Regions from separate parts of the Mus musculus genome. Here region 2 is linked to region 1. The links are chromatin contacts, called in public HiChIP or PLAC-seq maps. All regions are on one chromosome and are shown on one strand. Each heading gives the region's core, a stretch centred on a gene start, on an enhancer-like site or on the middle of the called end of the contact. The rest is flanking DNA. Distances are from core to core; before and after follow the strand shown.

Region 1 (5,377 bases), core at 1,897-4,396:
GAACAGTCCTCTGCTGTAGGGGCAATATCTCCACCCCTGCAGACAGTTCTTCAAGAGACAAAGCAGAAATTTCTCCTGTGGACACTTTCCTTGGCCTGCAATCTCAAGCCAGCTCTGTGAAACAGTCTACAGGAGACGACCTGCGCCAGCTGCCACCGTCTGGAAAACGCATCTCAGGACGCTTGTCGTCTGACTCCCTGCAAACCTGCTTCTCATGCCAAAAGTCAGTCTAGTGTCTCCTGGGCTGTTCTGCCTGGAAATCCCATCATTTTTAAAGGCTTGTTTGGCACCAGCGGGGAAAGGCTAGCCAGCTTAGGTTAAAGAAGCCAGTCTTAGTGGACAGGACATGGAAACACTTGGTGCAGGGAGTGGCTGGCATACAGAAGGAAAATCCAGAGCTGCCTGCCCCTCTGTCTCAAACATGCCACCTCCCTTCACATCTGAGTCTTTGGGAATCCCAGAGTCAGCTTCATTACTCCACTTCATAGGTGACAAGCATCGCAGAGAGGGAACTCATCTGCCCAGGTTTTGCAGTTAATGAATGGCATGTACAAGGGTGGGACATCGGTCTGGCTTCTGAATGCCAGCTGAAGGACGCATGGGTGGAGCTCTTCCCTGGGCACAAATGTAAAGGCATCCCTGCTGGTGTGAATATCTCTACACACAAGGCAGAGCCACAGCTCATCATGACCTTCTGCACCTACCGCAGAGCTGCTGGGGCCCAGGACCTGTTGGAGGGCCAGTCTGTAATGTGCCTGAGAGACTTCATATGCTCCGAGAAGGAGGGAAGCACCTCCCACCCCTTAGCGTTTCCTCTTTGCTTCTCCCCAGAGTCTCAGGTAAAGGTCCTCCCTCATTGTCTGCTTCTATGTGAGAACAGCAACAGTCCACAAGCCTAATCAGGATGGACTCCTGCAAGCAGGGACAGCTGACCTGATAATAATGGCAGTTGCTTTGCTTGGAGGACTGTATTCTACAACAGAGGGTAATGGCATGTATGCATGGCAGGGACATGCAGGGGACACTGGATGGAGGTGGATATACAGAGACAGGCGAGATGGAAAGAACACAGCAGAAGCACAAGACTATGTCCATGATCATGGAGACCTGGTGCAACAGTGCAGGCTGGTATAGATGGGGCCCACAGGCAGCTTGCTTCCTCAAAGACTCATGCTGGTGAACAGACCATGACCAATACTCTCCATTATCATGAGATGCCAATTGGGCACAGGAGGATGCTGGGTATGGGTTGGCTTAGCCTGAGCAGGATGCCTAGGGTGTACCTGCTGGAAGGCAGATGTTCTGAGTCTGTATTATAGCACGAAGAGGGAAGAACCCTGTGCCTGCTGATCAGCTGCAGCACTCATCTTGGCTCTGACACAGCGCATTGCTGATTTGGTGCTCTGGGTAAGCCCCTTACCCCGCCTGACTTGCAGCGTCCCCGTCTGTGGATGGGAGAAAGACCTCCCCTGATATGTAGACCTGATGCAGGTTGGGGATGGGGAGGTGAGCTTGGTGAAAGCCTCCGGATGGCTGAGGTTTTCATCCCCATGAAACTCACCAATGGAATGGCACATAAGCACACAGTATACACAGCACACACACAGAGACACACATATGCATGTACATGCCCCCACATGTGTTCATACACACACACATACACATCTTATCATTTATACAACTTACACACATACATAATTATTCCATAACAAGTACAAGCTGGCTTTTAACTCTTACTGTACTGTGACTGAGTCTGTCTGTCTGTCTGCATGTCCACTCAAGCTTGTTTCCCTCTGCCCTCTCTGTACTCTGGATAGAATTTAGGACCTTTGTGCACAGCCTCTGAGCTGCATCCCCAGCTTTCCTCCTCTATTCTGTGTACTGTCTGATGTTCCCTATAAGGTACATTCCACACTTAAGCAAAGCTTGAATTAAGTCAGTACTAGCCACCCCCATTCAGATTCAAGAACCAGAGCATGGCCATCCCAGCAACTCCTCTGACTGCCTTTGCCCCCTGACTGCCTCTATCCCCTGACTGCCTCTGCCCTCTGACTGCCTTTGCCCCTTGACTGCCTCTGCCCTCTGACTGCCTCTATCCCATGAATGCCTCTGCACCCTGACTGCCACTCTCCTCTTGTTTGGAGAATAATGAGAAACTAGGGAGCCTGAGGATGCAGCCGGAGAGAGATGTCCCAGGCCGGTCTCCATCACTACAAAATTCTTTCAGGCTGCAATGTGTTCAAAGGGAGCGATAGCTTTGTGTCTGAAAGCCTTCTTAATTCACTCTGATTCTTTCTAAACAAACCCTGAAGCCCTTGGAGAAGGGCAGGGCAGTGAGTCAGGCTTTTGCAGGGCCTCCCAGGCCTGGAGAAGTCTGGGAGAACTCCTGTCTCCCTCTGCTGTAGATGGGGAGCTGGGAGCCCCTCTCCTTTTCCAGCTGTCAGCTCTGGAAGGGGGCTCTTCCTTTTCCTTGTGAGTTGTTGGGCCACTAGGGACAGCAGTAAGGCGGTGGGGTGGGATCTGAGACTGACCTTCACCTGATTAATAACTTGGTCACTCCTTGTTCACTTAAGGCCCCTCTGGGCATCCTTGACAGTCTGGTCTGTGGAGAGGTAGAAGGCAGGTCCCCAGCGCTGTATTGGCCTGTCAGTCATAGTCTAGGGAGCCCCTTCTGGCTGAATTGCAAGTTGAGTCTCCGCCCAGAAGAGGAGCTCTCGGAACTCCTCCTTAAAGAGAAAGTTCTGTGTGGTACTGCAATCTCTCTTTTGAATTCCAGCGATCAAACTTCGGGGGTCCCTCAACGTTGGTTCTTGGAGTCTGGCCAGGTCGGGGTACCTGAGGCGGGAAGAATCTAGGATCAGGGTGGGCCATCAGGTTTTGGAGGCCGCCGCCCAGAGCGGGGAGAAAGAACGGGGGCGCCGGCCCCGTCCCACGTCCGCTCCCGCCCCGGGCCAGCCCCTTCCTCGCCGCGACTCGCCCGCTATCCCCACCCCCTCGCCCTCGGCGCCCAGTGGGAGGCGGGGACCGGCCTTGCTGAGCGGGGCGCCGGGCTCTGATTTGCTGCGGGCGTTGGGGGCGGTGGGGGGTGGGGGAATCCACAGCCTCCGCGTTGTCTGCCAGCAGCGAGGGAGGGAGGGAAAGGGGGGAAAAGTGCTCAGCGCCGAAGGCGAGGTCCGCACTCCTGGTCCCCGCGGCTGGCGCAGGACCTCACTCCAGCGGAGCGCCCACGGGGAGCGGGTCGCGGGGCAGCAGCGGTGAGGAGGCCACGAGACTAGAAGGAGGAGGACAGGGAGTGCGCGAGCAGCCAGCGAGGGGGTCCCGGCCGTCCCGGGCCACAGTCGATCCCTGCGCCGTGGGCGAGCGCGCCCGCTGCCTCTTCCAGAACAGCCACCGCCGCGGGGGAGATCGGGCGGGTGCCGAGCTTCCTATGACTCCCTGAAGTTGTCGTGCTCCCCTAGCGTCCGCCACCCGGGACGTGTCTCTGGTCCCCGTGCATCGTGTGCGTCTCCCGCTCCCCGGCCCGCGCACCCCGCCGGCATGGACGTACACACCCGCTGGAAAGCTGCGCGCCCAGGCGCCCTGCTGCTGTCTTCGCCGCTACTCCTGTTCCTGCTGCTGCTGTGGGCGCCGCCTTCGAGCCGCGCAGGTAAGAGTGCTCTGGGGACCGGACCTCGGGGACTGTAAGAGGTGCGCAGAACCTCCGCGCCGCTGTCATCTCGGGCTCCTTCGCCGCCGGCCTCCTCCGAGCCTGCAGAACTTTCCTCCTTGGCCTGTGGAATGCACCGGGCAAGACAACGAATACCATTCGTTGGGGGCCCAGGAGAGGGAGCCGGGCCAACTCCATCCCCGCGGCGTACCGCCCCCTCCTCAAACGGGCCTGCTGGGTGGGGCTGTTGGTCGAGTCAAGGAAGAATCTGCCTCGTGTTAGATCCCAGCAGAGGTGCTCACACTTTTGTCCCCAAACCTCGCATTTTCTGTCCCACATCACAGGCGACCCGCTGCATCCCACGCAGCCCTTAAGCAGAAACTTTCCTTCTGAAAGCTGGAAAGGGCCGCCCCCTAGAGTCAAGGCCATTCAGTTCCTCAGGGACGCCTAGGGGTGGAGGGGGATCCCAGAAGTTTGAAACCCCAGCTATGGACTTCCCTCTGTACACACCCTCTTGCTTGTCTGAGCTAAGTTTCTGCAATTCCCAGGGGACAGAGTTCCCTGTAGTCCCTGACAAGTCTTCAGGGGCACTGGGGAGCCCTGTGAGGTAGGCCAGCCCTACTCCTAGCCGTCAAACCTCCAAACCCCTTAGAGGTAGTTTTCTTGGGCTTTCTGCCCAAAGATGGGATGAACGGGAAGCCTGGAGAGGGCCTTGGAGTCTGGGCTGGGAGCTTCTCAGATGATCTGCAGATGTGAGACTCCTGCCAGGTTGGGTTCTCTGAAGGAGCCCTGATCCAATGGGCAGAATCAGGGAGGTACTGGGATTGTCCCTGTCTGTATTTCAGCGCTTTCAGGCTCAGGTCTGGGCAGGCATATTATTTTCAGCATCACTCTTGTTAGTTAGTTGTGGGATAAACCTCCCCAGAGCCCTTAAACACCATAGCCCAGGGTGGGAAGGCACCAGGCATGTGCTGATACAGGGAGGCGAAGGCAGTTAGAAAGAGTTCAGGCAGCCGAACAGCGGGTGGAGTGGTCAGCCCTTGCGCAGTGACAGGGCTCTCCTTAGCTTAGCTGGTGTTACTAGGACTAGCAGGAGAATCCATTTCCACCCCCCATGGCCAATTACAATATTCTTCTCCTGCTTTCTGGCACCATTAGTGTCCAGTGGCCACAGGATGAGCAAGAGTGGAAATGGGAGGGGCCAGGGCCTGCGGGGACCGAGGGAGAGCATGGGCTGACGATGCTCACTCTTGTGGAACTTGGACCAACTGCCCCGGAGTTCCCAGGGTTAAGCTAGCAGTAGGGAATGCTGAAGGCCCTCAGGAAAGTGTGGAGGAGAGACAAGAGAGGTCAGCCTCTCTTTTCCCTATACCCCCACAATGTTCCCCTGTGCGCCCCAGAACCCCAGGAGGGAAGCCTTCAGTGGACCTCTCGCCTGGGAAGCTGGGGTTACCACTAGCATAGGTTGGGTGTTCCGGGTTCACCCTGTCCACCCTGTACCTTGTCCCAGCCCTGCCCTGTCCTGTGGCCACCTACCTCTCTTCGTCACTCTATTACTATGCTCTGCCCCACTTCCCTGTGCTGTTGAGGGTGCGGCCATTTGGAAGGGGCTGCCTGGGTCCTGGCTGTGCTGTTAGCTGTTTTGCTTTGGACAGAGTTGACTTTTAGAAGCACATAAAGAAACTGCTTTTCTGGGTGGGCTTCGGGAAGCTTTCCCCTCTGCTCCTGTGG
Region 2 (5,377 bases), core at 1,389-3,888, 39 kb before region 1:
ATCTTTAAGGCAGGAAGCATGGCAGTGTCCAGGCAGACATGGTGCAGGGTAAGCTGAGAGTTCTACATCTTCATTTCCATACAGCTAGGGTGCCAGTATTAAAGCCCGCACTCACAAGGCCACACCTACTCCAACAAGGCCACACCTCCCAACAGTGTCACCCCCTGAGCCAAGTGTATACAAAACCATCACAGGGATAGAGGCCTAGACTGAATACAAAGAAGACAGTGAGCCAAGCCCAGCACTCGTCTCCTCCTGCTTCCTGACTGGGTGCCATGCCACACCCTCCTGCTTTGTACTCACGATGCCACCCCCACCATGATGGCCTGTACCTGTAAACTGTGAGTCCAAATAAACCCTTCGCTGTTGGTTTTTTTCACAACACAATCTAGAGTCATTGGGAATGCCCTAGACCAGCCTGTGAGCAGTTCTGTGGGACACATTCCTGACTGATGATCGATGTGGGAGGGCCCAGCACACAGTGACAGTGACATTCTTGGGCAGGTGGCCCTGGCTGTTATAAGAAAACAGGCTGAGTAAGCCAGGTAACAGCATTCCTCTCTGGCTTCTGCTTCAGTTTCTGCTTCCAGTTCCTCTCCTAATTTTCATGATGGACTATGAATTGCAAGCCAGATAAACCTTTTCCTCCCCAAGTTGCGTGTGGTCATGGTGCTTATCATAGCAAAAGAAGCCTAATGAGTCCCAAACACACCTTTTCTTGTGTCTGTTATTTTATCACACCAGTAACAAAAGTAAAATATAGTGTGGTGGTTTGCATATGCTTGGCTCATGGTAAAGTGCTTCTTTTAGGAGGTGTGGCCTTGTTGGAAGAAGTGCATCACTGTGGCGGTGGACTTTGAGGTCCTGTGCTCAAGCCCCACCTAGTGAGGAAGAGATCTTCCTGCTGGCTGCCTTCAGAACAAGATGGTGAACTCTTAGCTCTCCAGCACCAAGTCTGCCTGCACACTGCCATGCTTCCCACCATGATGATAATGGACTGAACCTCTGAAACTGTAAGCCAGCCCATGTGTAAACTGTATAAATGTTTGCCTATATACAAGTTGCCTTGATTATGGTGTCTCTTCACAGCAATAAAACCCTAACTAAGACACATGGAATGTTGTCAAACATGGTCCTCAGAGCAAAAGGGTTGCCATCTTCATCAGATCAGCTGTGCCTGCCTATGAATGTCAATCACTATGGGAACAGTGGACTGTTGACATTTCCTCGTGGAAGAAAGCGTGTGCAGGGTCAATGGACCCTTTCCTTAGTATCAAGCCACTCCTCCCACCATTTGTATTCAAATTTCACACTAATTGCGTGTGACCTGGAAGGTCTTAGGAGGGGCTAAAGTTTATAGGTTGGGGAGACTTAGCTGAGGGGTTCCTATCTAAGTGGTATGGGGGGGTTCTGTTATGGTTTATATAAGCTCGGCCCAGGGAGTTTCACTATTAGAAAGTATGGCCCTGTTGGAGTCAGTGTGGCCTTTTTGGAGTAGGTGTGGTTTTGTTGGAATAGGTATGTCACAGTGGGTGTGGGCTTTAAGAGCCTCATCTGAGCTGCCTAGAAGTCAGTATTCTGCTAGCAGCCTTTAGATGAAGATGTAGAACTCTCAGCTACACCTGCACCATGCCTGCCTAGATGCTGCCATGCTCCCATCTTAATGATAATGGATTGGCCCTCTAAACATGTAAGCCAGCCTCAATGAAATGTTGTCCTTATAAGAGTTGCCTTGGTCATGGTGTCTGTTCATAGCAGCAAAACCCAAACTAAGAGAGACACCATTATCCACTCAGGGTCAGATCTTCCATTATCCACGCAGGGTCAGATCTTCCAGTCTGGCTGCTTTAGGATCACCTATGCTATGCTCCAGCCCACGAACCTTTACCCATGTTCTGTGAGTCCAGTAAACTCACTGGTTCCCCAGGGCAAACTTTGGTTAGTCACTGGGACTTCAGTAGGCCAGGTGACATTGTTTAGCATCTCCCTAGGGAAGAATTCTACAGTAGGCTATGACAGGCTTTTCCAATAGAGCCAGTGCTTAAATAACAGTGCTAATCCAGAAGGGCTTGCTCTGATGACTTACACCTCTGAAAGGACCTGCTGTTTATTATTGCTCCAATGGCTGAGCTTCACAGGGAACTTTGAACCATAGGCTGCCCTTACAGGGCTGAGGGTGTGCTGCTGGCTAGATTGCCACCCTTCTTCTGTTAGCTGCCTGCACAGGACACTGCTTGGCAGAGCTCTGGACTCCTCAGCTCTGTCTAGACCAGAAAATAGACCCTGCAGGTGGAAGTCCAGCATTGGTAAATAGGCCTGGCCTCTATCCATTGTCTTGGCCAGCATCACCAATCCGTTGCTAAGCTTGGTTCTACCGAATGGAGGTGGTTTTGAGTTCTCTTGACCCTAAGTCTTCACATTCAGCTCTAGAGTTAACCATGGCTTCATCCCAGGTGAGAGGGAAGGTTCCTTGGCTGTCCTGGCTGATGGTCCCCACATCCCTGACTGTGCGTGACTAGCAGAGAAGGCAGCAGAGCTGTGTGAACTGGCCTTTGTCTCCTGAGGACAAGCTGTGGAATGTGAGTCCTGGGCAGGGGCCAGAGGATCGCCTGTGAAGGAGAGGAGGTCCTGGCTGGGCATCTGGACACCAGACATGAGAGGCTTAGCTCATTCAGGGGCCGGGCCAAGCTCTACCCTAGGATGCTGGAGTCAGCTCGGGTTTGGGGGCTAGAGAAAGGTCAGGCTGAGGTTTGAACTGTCCAGAGAAGCCCAGAGGATCAGCGGTCCACAGATGTTATGTCTTACTGGGTAGAATATCTCCTGCCATGCCTGTGCCTGCTCCTGGGTTCTTGGGCACTCTGAGCACAAGAGGATTAAGAATCTCTGGACATCTCTGTACTGGTAGATTCTGATTTTCAAAAGATCACCAGTTAAAACTGCACAGAGAGAGGGTTAGCCAGGGGAATGTGACACAGTGGCGTGAACATTCATGGAAAGGTACAGAAAGAAACAAAAGAAACATTGCAGGAATTTCTCACTTAATCTCAGAACCTCTTGCAACTTGTAGTAAATTACAAGTTTACTACTTCCATGGTTAGCAAGGAAGGCCCTTTGACTTCTGACAACAGTGCCCCTGTTCAATGTCCCAGAGTTGGCTCTGCTGAGGACTATGATTCTAAGCCATTGGGTTTTAACCTTCCTAATGCAGTGACCCTTTATTATAGTTCCTCATGGTGTGATGACCCCCCAACCTTAAAATTATCCTTGTTGCTACTTCATAACTGTGACTTTGCTGCTGTGATAAATGCTGATGTAAATATCTGTGTTTTCTGACAGTCTTAGGCGACCCCTGGGAGAGGATCATTTGAATCCTAAAGGGGTTGAGAACTGCTGTTCTAAGCAGTTCTCATGGAAACTTCCCTCTCCGCTCAGTAATCCCCCTGGGACATGATCCTCCCTCAAGGAGCTTCCAGTTTCACGAGGTTGAGTCCAAGTCATGTGAGCACAATTGGGGGCCACCGAGAACCTCTGCAGGGACTTTCTGCTCCATTTTAGGAAAAGGTGGACTCTGCAGGAGTCCTGCCCATCCATCAGAAAGGTGGTGACTTCTTGTCAGCACCGGGGTAGGACTGGGATGCTGGTTCCAGGACCTACGGGGGACTAGGTAAACAGGAAAAACCAGGACTACCCCAGAGCACAACCTCAGTCAGCTGCAGTCACCCCTTTAAATAGCTGGGGAGACCCCAGGATTCCCAACTGGTTTGCAGTGTTAGGCTCTGAACCCCTGGGTTCCACAGGAAAGATGACGCCCACCAGACATGAGAGTGTCTCAGAGACAGAGCTGGGGAGGGGGCTTTCACAGATGTTGTTGGACTTTGAAAGGCCAGGGAAAGTTTGCGAGCACAATTGGGTGTGGAGCCAGTAGCCTGTCCAACTTTCAGACCACGTCAGCCCAGGCTGTGGACTCCAGCCCAGATGGTCTGGCCACTTCTATATGTTATCCGTCTGTGAAGATATGTTTCTGCAAGAAAACAGATTTAGACAAGAATGCTGGGCTCTGAGATCCCCCTGGGGGTGGAATGTTCTAGCAGAACAGGAAGTAAGTGGGGGCTGGGCCGCTTTCCTCAGGCACCACACCAAGATTAGGAGGTCCCCACCCTGCCAATAGATGGGTGGAAGAACCACTTGGCTGACAGATGTGTACTGGGGCCTGAGAGGGACTGTGTAACAGTAACTGTGTCAAAGGAGGCTCTCGTTTTCTTTCTGTCCCCAAGCTTAGCTGGCCTTGGGTTGTCACACTGGAAATACTGGAAGTACCGGCTGCCATATGCAATTGAGTCTGTTGCCTGCTTTCTGTCTTTCCTGGGATTTCATTTCTTCCTATAAACAGGGCAATTTTCTGGATGAGGGTAATGTGGCTTTTTTCGTAGACTCTTTCTGTTGTTGTTTGAGACAGGGTTTCTTGAAGCTTGGGCTGGCAGATGATAACCTTCAACTGGTTCTCTTTCCATGAAAGCTAGGATCACAAGTGTGTACCACCATGCCTGGCTACTTATTTATTTGCTCATAGACTTCATCTTTATTTATTAATTTAAATATTTCATCGTAAGAAGGTTTTGTATCTGTGTGTGCATACATGTGTGTTTTTTTCTGGGTGCATATGAATGTAAACATGTGTGTTATGTAAGTGTGGGTATGTGTATGTATGTATGCATGCATGCATGCACATGCATGTATGGTGTACTGTGTGCACATTACAGGCTAGAGGTTGATATCCGGGCATTTCTCTATGGCACCCCTGTATGCAATCAGGCACCTCCACGGTCAGCACAAAGGGACTCCACAGAGATGTGAGAAATCAGGTATCTTTATAGTCAGTCCCAAGGGACATATTGTCACTAGCTGCCCAGAGGTGGCACATTCACATTGTTGCCCCTATCACATGTCCTCCTGCTCGTGGGCCATGGCATGACAAAAAAAATCCATGTTTTCCCTCCCACTCCCCATCTTCCCTTCCTCCACCCAGAGGCAGCCTCTGTACCCCTTCTTTTTTGGATAAACCTCCCACATGAGACCTTTTGCATGGTATGATTTTGTCAGAATTCGCAGCTTAGTTCCATCAACCACACCTTAGTTTTTGAGACAAGGTCTCTCACTGTACCTGCATAGCTTCTTGACTGCAGAGGATGGTCAGAAATACACTTGTCTCCACCGGCCCTTTCCTTGCCGAGGCCACACTTGGATTTTAGGTTGGTGCTGGGGATTTAAACTCATACTTGCACAGTAAGAACTTTACACACGGAGCCATCTCTTTAGCCTGTTTTGTAAATAAAAAAAATATTATATCTATTTTTCTGTATGTCACATCTATCATGTG

Evidence for each region. HiChIP or PLAC-seq counts read pairs in DNA pulled down with a chosen protein or histone mark.
Region 2: a contact with region 1 is called in an H3K27ac HiChIP or PLAC-seq map of embryonic fibroblasts, with 32 read pairs. The contact joins the enhancer-like site here to the promoter of Col5a1 in region 1. A contact is called at or near these places in 2 of 39 promoter capture datasets (the 3T3-L1 cell line and hippocampal neurons), 1 of 15 datasets of contacts at CTCF or cohesin (the NIH/3T3 cell line), 19 of 484 Hi-C or Micro-C datasets (the 3T3-L1 cell line, the C2C12 cell line, the MC3T3-E1 cell line and 9 more), 13 of 115 datasets of contacts at active chromatin or transcription factors (the NIH/3T3 cell line, cardiomyocytes, embryonic fibroblasts and 6 more) and 2 of 9 other capture datasets (adipose tissue and pancreatic islet).

Annotation. Positions count from the first base shown.
Region 1 is chr2:27,883,279-27,888,655 of GRCm38.p6, forward strand. Col5a1 (collagen, type V, alpha 1) reads left to right here and starts at 3,147. Exons shown (of 66, transcript NM_015734.2): 1 at 3,147-3,646. The coding sequence starts at 3,538.
Region 2 is chr2:27,844,598-27,849,974 of GRCm38.p6, forward strand. No RefSeq gene overlaps it. Among named protein-coding and RNA genes, the nearest start is that of Gm39777, 8.9 kb to the left of the region's middle. Within about 2 kb of position 2,639, at least 51 of the 459 cell types and tissues checked have an H3K27ac peak or open chromatin away from gene starts, as enhancers often do. A contact at or near this core is called in the C2C12 cell line, the NIH/3T3 cell line, adipose tissue and 4 more, where this site is marked.